Linked DNA regions of Urocitellus parryii: region 2 is linked to region 1. The links are chromatin contacts, called in public Hi-C maps. All regions are on one chromosome and are shown on one strand. Each heading gives the region's core, a stretch centred on a gene start, on an enhancer-like site or on the middle of the called end of the contact. The rest is flanking DNA. Distances are from core to core; before and after follow the strand shown.

Evidence for each region. A called contact is a pair of places that touch in the nucleus more often than the background predicts.
Region 2: a contact with region 1 is called in a Hi-C map of muscle, with 4 times the contacts expected there. The contact joins the promoter of Arf5 here to the promoter of Znf800 in region 1. A contact is called at or near these places in 2 of 2 Hi-C or Micro-C datasets (liver and muscle).

The regions. Positions count from the first base shown.
Region 1 is chr3:51,362,961-51,367,222 of mUroPar1.hap1, reverse strand. It overlaps Znf800 (zinc finger protein 800), which reads left to right and starts at 1,792. Exons shown (of 6, transcript XM_077796711.1): 1 at 1,792-2,413; 2 at 2,879-2,997. The coding sequence starts at 2,937.
Region 2 is chr3:51,545,013-51,549,274 of mUroPar1.hap1, reverse strand. Arf5 (ARF GTPase 5) reads right to left here and starts at 1,881. Exons shown (of 6, transcript XM_026411669.2): 1 at 1,690-1,881; 2 at 1,085-1,165; 3 at 636-745; 4 at 109-180. The coding sequence starts at 1,756.

The DNA of each region.
Region 1 (4,262 bases), core at 543-3,042:
CAAGTCCAAACTCCCATAAATTAGAAAATATTCATTTTCTAATCTGTAACAATATCCTTTTGCAAAAGTAGGAAAAGATCTTCTGGAAATGATTATATGCCTCCACTTTTACCATTCAAATACTTCAAATATTAGTTTTGTTTCATTTCAGTTTTTATGGCATAGTGTCACTCATAATGTATATTTAGTTTTGTTCTTATGGTTGTGCTTTATTATTATTCTATACCATTTCACAGTACAGCCTAATTGACTTTTAACTTTTTTTTTTGCTCAAGGTTTTTTAATGTTTAATTAGAAATTTTGTAAAGTATACAAAAGCATAAAGAAAATAAGTCACATGTAATTCCACTGTTAAGGTGTCACATTTCAAAAAAATACTCATTTTTATAGCTAAGCATATTCTATTCAACTATTAGACAAAATGTTATAATGGCTGCATAAGACCATCACATAGAAATGACATAATTTATTGCAAATCACTTTATAATCTGTGACAGGTAATGGGTGATGCCTCTTGACCACGGGACAGATAAATATAGCATAAACACTACTTATGTGGCTGGTTAGTGTGTATCTAGATTATTTTTCTACTCCTTTCTGGTACCCCCATAATCAAACTGCTACAATTCTGAAAGAATTAAATGTTCCACCCGACATTTTTACAGCAGCAAATTCATCAATTTACAAGCTTTCTTTTGTATTTTGAAAACGTATTTTGGTATTTTTTTCCTTTCTTTTTCTTCCCAGACACACAGAGCCTGTATACTAAACTTTACTTTTTCAGGCTCCTGAAAACTGGCAGCTTAAGTTAGATAACTGCGAAGGTTTTAGTGATATTGGTAAGGGGGGTGATAAACTAGGCAGACGCTCTTTTTTCTCCTTAAAGTTTCCCGACAGTGGACACATATTTGCTCTAAGTTATCAAAGGCAAAAGTTTCCTTCTCAGAGTTGGGGAGGAGGCAGAGGGGCTTCCTTAGCTCCCCTGAAGCAGCCTTGGGTTTGCAGATTTGACAGACGATGGCGATCTTCGGAGATTTTCTGAGCAGGATTTGGGCACCACTGAAGAGGAGGGAAAGTGAGTACTACCCACGTGACCCAACTTCACTTTGTGATTTTAACAACAGAGCGCTCCAGGAATAAATACCGATCTACTGCTGATAGAGTTTTTCTCCCCTGATAACCTGATGAAGATCCCCTCCCTCCCAAGTTCCAGGACGCAGAGTTTCAAAACTGTTGGCTAGAGAAAAAAAACGCAAAGTTCTATTTTTGCCATTTATAGACGCACGAATAGCCTTTTTGGATCATCACCATCCACAGCTCACATTATCTGCCAACCCCTTTCCTAAAGTTTTCTTGTAGTGTTTTCCCAACCCTCTCGGGGTCGGTTCCTCTTAAAGAAGCTCGGCTAAAGCAACAGTTTGGCACAGCAGCCCAAACCCCAGCGCGGCGCGAACTGGCACCGCGGGCCTCACACCTCCCGGTGCGCGCAAAGCGGGACTTCGGCTCTGGGTCCGCCGGCGGGATGATGCGTACGCGCGCGCGCGCGCGCGCGCGAGATGCCAGGGCCGGACATCCCGGCCGCTGCCCCAGCGCCACCCGCACGGCCTCCTCCCGGCAGCCCGGTCCGGGCAGGAGGCGCGACACCTCCCCACAGGCGGGGGCGCCGACCGGGCGCATGCGCGCGGCGCTGCCGGGCGTGCCGGCCACACTCCCCCCACCCACTCCGTGAGCTTGTCACTTCCTGCCCTCGCCCCATCTCCGTCCGGGGTCAGTCAGTCGCTCTCCGTCGCTGCCGGAGAGTCTCTGCTTCCCCCTCCAGCCCGCTCCGCGGCGGTAGTTCGGACTCTCCGGGGAGGGGGAGACAGAGAAAAAGAGGGACTAACTTAATAAAGTTTCCTGAAACAACTGCTACCAGAAAGGCCCAAGGTGGGGGTAACCCCCGTCCTTCCCCGCCCCTCTCCAAAAGCCTGAGGGACCGTTGCAGGTGGAGCGGCGCTGAGGGGAGCCGGGCTGCGGCGGCAGCCGTTGCCCTGGCAAGGGGCGCTTCGGATCTTGCCCACTCGGGTTCCGGCTCCTTCGGTGGTGGCCGCGGCGCTGCTGCCAGGCGGTTCCTCCTGTCAACTGCCCGCGCCCGCGCGCCGCCAGTCCTTCGGCCCCACAGCGCGGAGGGACGCCGTGAGCCGCCGCCGCCTCCTCGGCCAGCGGAGGGACGTGGTGAGCTGTGGCGCTTCCGCGTCAGCGCCGGCGGGGACTCTTTGGGAGCGCGTCGGCCCGAACCCCGCTTCCCCTTGGCGTGGTCCGCGGCGACTGCTCCAGGTGGGGCCCGCAGCCGCCTCCCCGCCAGGCTGTCCCCGCAGCCGCCCGGCCTCCCTACCTTCTTTCCGCCTGGCCGCCGGCCCGCCCCAGGAGTTAAGTAAGTTGGGCGCACTTGGTTTGGGCACCGGGGCTGCGCCAGGGAGACCCCAATGCACGTGCGTGGCGGGAGGGGGCGGCGTGGACCGGCCTTCGGCGGGAGTCGTACCTTGGCAGCCTAGGAGCCCGGCAGCCTAGGAGCCCGGCAAGGTCCGCCGCGCCCCGCGCCACCCTCTCCGCGCGCGCCCGCCCGCCTGCCTAGGACTGCGAGGCCGCTGCCGCCCGCGCAGCCGGCCAGGCCTTCTCCTTGCGCCGCGCTGCGCGCGCGAGGCTGCGTTTCCGGGTAGGGTGATGAACCTGTGCCGATACTTCGGGCTGGAAACTAGTTCGTTTGTCGGTCCGCTTCCTTTTCGAGAAGAAGGTGTGGGTCATTGGAGGGCAAGCTGTGATGGGAACATATCTGGAAGTGCAGTCAGAGCCCCCAGGAAGTTCAGAGTGAGTGACGGGTTTGTGTCTCTTTCTACAGCCCAGCCGCAATGAAGAGCTTCTTGCAGTGAAAGGAAAGTAGGTCGCACCCACCGAAAATGCCTTTGAGGGACAAATACTGTCAAACTGACCACCATCATCACGGATGCTGTGAACCAGGTATGTCCCTTTTTTTCCCCCAATGACTTTGACCTCCATCAGAGTCACTTTGCCTTTTGGTTCCTTCTGGTTTTCTTTGCCTATTGCCCAAGAAATCATTCTTAAGTAAAATAGGCTATAAGTTTCCCCAGCAAAAAAAAAAAAAAAAAAAAAAAAAAAAAAAGTTATGAAGCTAAAAGCTTGTACAAACAAGAGGTCACCCCTGCTTGATCTCTTAAAGAAAGTACTGCAAGTGTCACCTTCAATCATTTCCACAAGATCAATCACTCAGTTCTTTTTCTGCTCTTTGAAGGCAGTCTGCAGTCAGCAGAGTACCCCTGTGCTCTGAGTGTTTAAAACTGAAGAGATAGGAAAAGATAGTAGTAGAATACTAGCATGTATCTTTGTGAAAATTGTCTCATTTAAACTTAAATGCATTCTCATGCATTTTGATTAAAGAATAGTCAAAAAATGAGTGTAGTTGGGTTAAAGATGGTTGAACTTGCTGAGAGAATCAGGTTTTGTTAGGACAAAACTATTAGTTTAATTTATGAAATGAAAGGTTTTTGGAGTCTTGTGAAGATTTAACAAACTTTAATTTGATAGATGTGGTATAAAAACCATTGTCAGTTCTTCTAGTTAGAACTTTGATGTGCTTTGTGACATTTAGAGGTGCAGCTTAAAAGGAAATCAAGTATATACTGTCACTAAACCAAATAAAGATGACTCTTCTAGTTCAAAGGCAGGTGTTATCATTTTGAACTTAGAAGTTACTAGATTTTTTTTTAACTTTTGTTTGCTTTTTTTTATTGGAGTAATTGCACTTATGTACTGAGTGTCATCACAATAAATTCATTTTTAACTAATTTCCTGATGGGGAAAAACAGCAATGCTAAAGGGAAAGAGCTTCCATTTCCAAAAAATTGACTACACATGAGAATAAAATTTGTACTGTGGCCTTATGTCTACTTCACTTTGTTGAGATCAGTAATAATTCACCTGTTAGAATAAAGTAGTCAATCCCATGATGTGATCCAGTTTCTGTTCAACTGTCCCTGACCTAACTTTCCATACCCTTTCACACTGCATGTTTTTTGTATTTGAGGCTACATTGCTTATGTTTTATGGAGTTGAATGGTGTTTGCTAGTTTTAAAGTTTAGAATGTGAATGCCTTTTATACTATATTCCACTGACCTTGTATTCTAGTTTGTTTCTGAGAACACTTAAGTTCATTTGAGTTAAATTAATGAAATTATCTTATTTAGGAAGAAGTGTTTGCATGTTC
Region 2 (4,262 bases), core at 632-3,131, 180 kb before region 1:
TCACAATTCTGGCCTCTGTTACTTGGGAATTCCCAGACTTCCATACCACCACAGAGTTTGTTCTGTCCCCAAACCTAGGGCTCAGTTCCTAGGATTCTGGGTACCTACCATCTTCTGGAGTTCATCAGCAGACTCCTGGACTCGCTCCCGGTCATTACTGTCCACCACAAAGATGAGGCCCTGGGTGAGAAGGAAGAAAGGAAGGAGAAGCAATCACTCCCTCCTGGGTCACACTGTGTAATCTGGCCCTTTCTCTCTTCTCCCATCTTTAGTTACATCAGCTCTTCTCATCTGGTAAACTTCCACTAAGACTTTGCATAAGTCCTGCCACAAACTAGAGAAACCCCTGTGAAGGATACAGCATCCAATCTCAGAGGAGAAAGTCTATCTAAAAGATGAGCAAGGATCAGGGAAAGATACTAAGGAGCTAAATCAAGCAGTGTGGTCTCTAAGGTAGCTAAGCCTAAGAACAAGACTAAGGTGAGTTCTGAAGGATGAGCAGAGTCTAATCTAGCAAAGTGGGTGGCAGTGGGTCTTCCTGTCTTATGGACCCTGCCTATAGCCAAAAGCTCAGTTCACCTAGTCCTAATAGTTTTTCCTTTTTTAGGGTTGGGGAGTTCCCCCCCATACTCCACCTGAGTGTTCTGGAAGTAGTGCCGCCACAGAGGCCGAATCTTGTCCTGGCCTCCCACATCCCAGACTGTGAAACAGATGTTCTTATATTCCACTGTTTCCACGTTGAAGCCTGCAGATAATGGGGGTGGGGTGAAGTGGGTGAGAAAAAGTCCTGAAAGGAAGGAATTCACTAAAAACTACTCAGATCTCAACAGGGTTACAAAACCAGAAGGCAATGATCAAGGCCAAGGGAAACAGCACCCAAGAGGACTGGCTGTCAACAGATGAGGCGGGGCTAGGCCACATCCATCCTGCCTCCCTCACCATCCGGCAATGTAGAGATATGGTGACCCACTTCTCAAGTAGCAATATCTGGTGTCATGGTCAGCTCCAGATAAGGGCCTCAGCAGACCCGGAGAAGGCCCGCCGCAGCGCTCCCAGATCCTCCCTGCCTCACCCTGGGGCTCACCTATGGTGGGGATGGTGGTGACAATCTCCCCCAACTTCAGTTTGTACAGGATCGTAGTCTTGCCAGCTGCATCCAAGCCAACTGCAACAGAGAGGGGCACAGAGATGGAGACGGGAGCGAGGGAGCCCCCTAGAGACGAGGGAAAGGTAGAAGCCCGGACAGCTGATGGTGATGGGGGCGGAGAGCGGGAGCGCCTCCAGGTGCGCGCTGTTCTCTACCTTCGGGGCCTTCAGGGCAATCTGGGTGGCTTGCACCAACTGCTGCCCACAGAGTGGGCTAGGGACGGGACAGGACTGGGAGGTGAGGGACATGGGAGGAAGGCCGAGCTCCTTTAAAAAGTCATTTCCAAGGGCGGAATCCTCCCTTTTAGCAGCCGGGCTGGGGCGGAGGAAGCTTCACCCCACCCAGGCCCGCAGCTCCGGGTTTCAGGCCCCGAAGGCGGCGCTGCGGACCCGGACCGCTTCAAAGCAGAGGCCTCGGAGGGTTAGGAGGTGGGTGACTCGAGGTCAGAGAGCCAGGTGAGCCGGGCTGGAAGGGACGCGGGGGCGAGAGGGCTGCGCCGAGGCCGGCGCCCAGGTTCGGGCCGCGCACTCGATCTGCCTCACCCATGAGGATCCGCATCTGCTTCTTCCCGAAGATCCGCGAAAAGAGCGCGGACACGGTGAGGCCCATGGCGGGGCCCGGGGGCGGGGGCGCGGGCGCGGACGCGGGGTACGGGCTGGAACCTGCCGGCCGCGGGGGGATGGGGCGCAGCAGCAGCAGGAAGAGGCGCCGCCGCCTCCGCGCGTCCCGGCCCGGTGGACGTCACGCGGCTCCGCCCCCTCCGGGCCCGCCTCAGCCCCGCCCCCAGACCCGGACGCCGGGCGGAACAGAAGCTGTACTAGAGTCCGCGGCCTGACCTAGTCGCCCCTTGTTTCTGTCAGGGCTGTAGTTGTCCGATCCGCAGCTCCTGGGGAGCTGAGTAAAGGCTCACAGCGGACCCCACCCCTATATTTGGTGGCTGGCCGCTGGGCTTGGAATTGTTGCGTCCAGACCACTCTGTGCTCTGGTTAAGTTTTGGGGAACTAGTAGCACTGACTGTTTGCACCCCCTTTTTTAGGAGGTTTGAAAGCTGTGTGCAGGGATCTTAGTATTCTCCTGCCCTTTGGGCTCCGGCTGAGTGTTCTGTGTGCCTTAGGTGCCTCCACGACTTGTGCCTGGGGGCTAGCTTTCATGGTTCCTTAAACCACCTAGTTCATAGATCCTCAGTCTACAGGACCAGTGGAAGCCAGCCTTGGACAGAGTGATTGCAGACCCACTACTGGAGAACTCCACCTTGCCTTCATCTCCCTGTGAACACTTCCTTTTCATCTGGGGCCAGGAAGCCTTTCTGAATCTTTGCCAGACTTGGGGACCTGTATTATTATTGATATCTATCCAGGATTTTTTGAGGATCTTGTTTCCCTAGTCGTAAAGAACTTCATATGTAATGTTATTTTAACATCTAAGCATGGTAATTTACATTTATGTGCTTCACCAGTAATTGTTGGGTTGAACTGGATTATTAGGTTGTTCAGTAGAGCAAGGGCATGCTTTATGCCTATTCTGGATTCCCAGGATCAATCGCTCATGAACTAGAGGTGAGCTGACCTGGGAGTCTGAAAACTCTTCACTTATTCAACAAATATTTACTAATTGCCCACTATATGCCGGCACTATTTCAGGCCTTAGGTCAAATATCAAGTCTGCTATATTTTTGAGGATTTGCATTCAATGATCTATCCCCACAACTTTTGTCATTTTCTCATTTGTAAAAAGAGACATATATGTCCTAACTTAAGGGGTTATGGTGAAGATTAAAAAGAGGAAATGATGCCACTGAATGTTTTGTATTACACCGATGGATGTTATCAAGGCTACTAAAAACCTGGGTCTAAACAGACCTCCAGGGCCTGCCCCATCCTTATAAGGAACCAGATGTGTGACTGCATAATTTTCTTTCACTCTTCAGTCATAGTCTTGAATTCTGAAGAAGGCTTTTATAAAAGTCAAAGTATACATTTCAAAGATTCCCAATCTAAGAGTTAGCAGCCAACAAATCAGGTCAATTTTACATCCTAAGCTCTATCAACCTCTTTTTCCATTCCTGTTGTCACTACCCTATTTTACTACCATCATTTTCCATGATTGAAAAAGCATCCTCACAGGTCTCCTGCCCCTACAATGTCATACAAGTCTGGTGATGTCCACCTCTTGAGAGTCAAAATCCTTTAATGCCTTACCCAGGATAAAATCTAAATGCCTTAAGTTGAGTGGCAGCTCTATTGTCACCTCCTTCCCATACCCTAAGCTACTTCCTTGAGAAGATTCTTAATGCTTCCTGGGTGAGTCAGGTTCTCTTATAGCCCAGAATTCCTTGCAGTCTTTTCTACCCGCCTAGAATGCTGCTTTCCCTCATCTCTAATTAGATGGGCAATAATTATTCATCCTTCAAATCCCCAAATATTTTCCCTGAGACCATTTGTGCCTCCCCTAGATAAACCTTCCCCCTCTTTGAATATAGCCATACATACTATATGATAGCAGGACCTACTTATTTGCATGTCTGGACCCTCACTAGATTGTGAGCTCCTTGAGGGCAAGGGCATATGATGTTGTCACCTGGCATAAAACTTAGTATGATGAGAGTCAGTCAGACAGGATTTCTAAACTTACTTGTTGTGTGACCTTGGGCATGTTACTTATCTTCTGTGTGCGTTAAATTTCCTTACTAGTGCTAATTGTTATTTTTGTGAAGATTAAACAGCAAAACTCTTATGAGGCTTCTGGACATGTAGCTGGCATTCAGGATGGATCCTTATAGGTACAGAGTGTCCTCTATAAATATTTGTTGAATCAACTCAGCAAAACTAAGTAGGAGTACTATTATAGCATTTGCTAATTAGATGCCAAACGTTGTACAAGAAAGAGATGCGGTTTTTGTGGTCTTAAAGAGAGTCAGCTCCAAATAGTTGGATAGTTCACACGGGTGTTTGGGAAGAACGCAGTGCGACGTCGCCCCCTGTCGCTTGCTGATCGTAGCCCGAGAGCAAGCTTGGTCGACCTTACTAAACCATCACTCCAGCGTCCTGGACTTTGCTAGCTCTTCTCTACCCAAAGCCTGTCCACTGCGGCTCGCATTAGGGCTGGTTTTTCAACA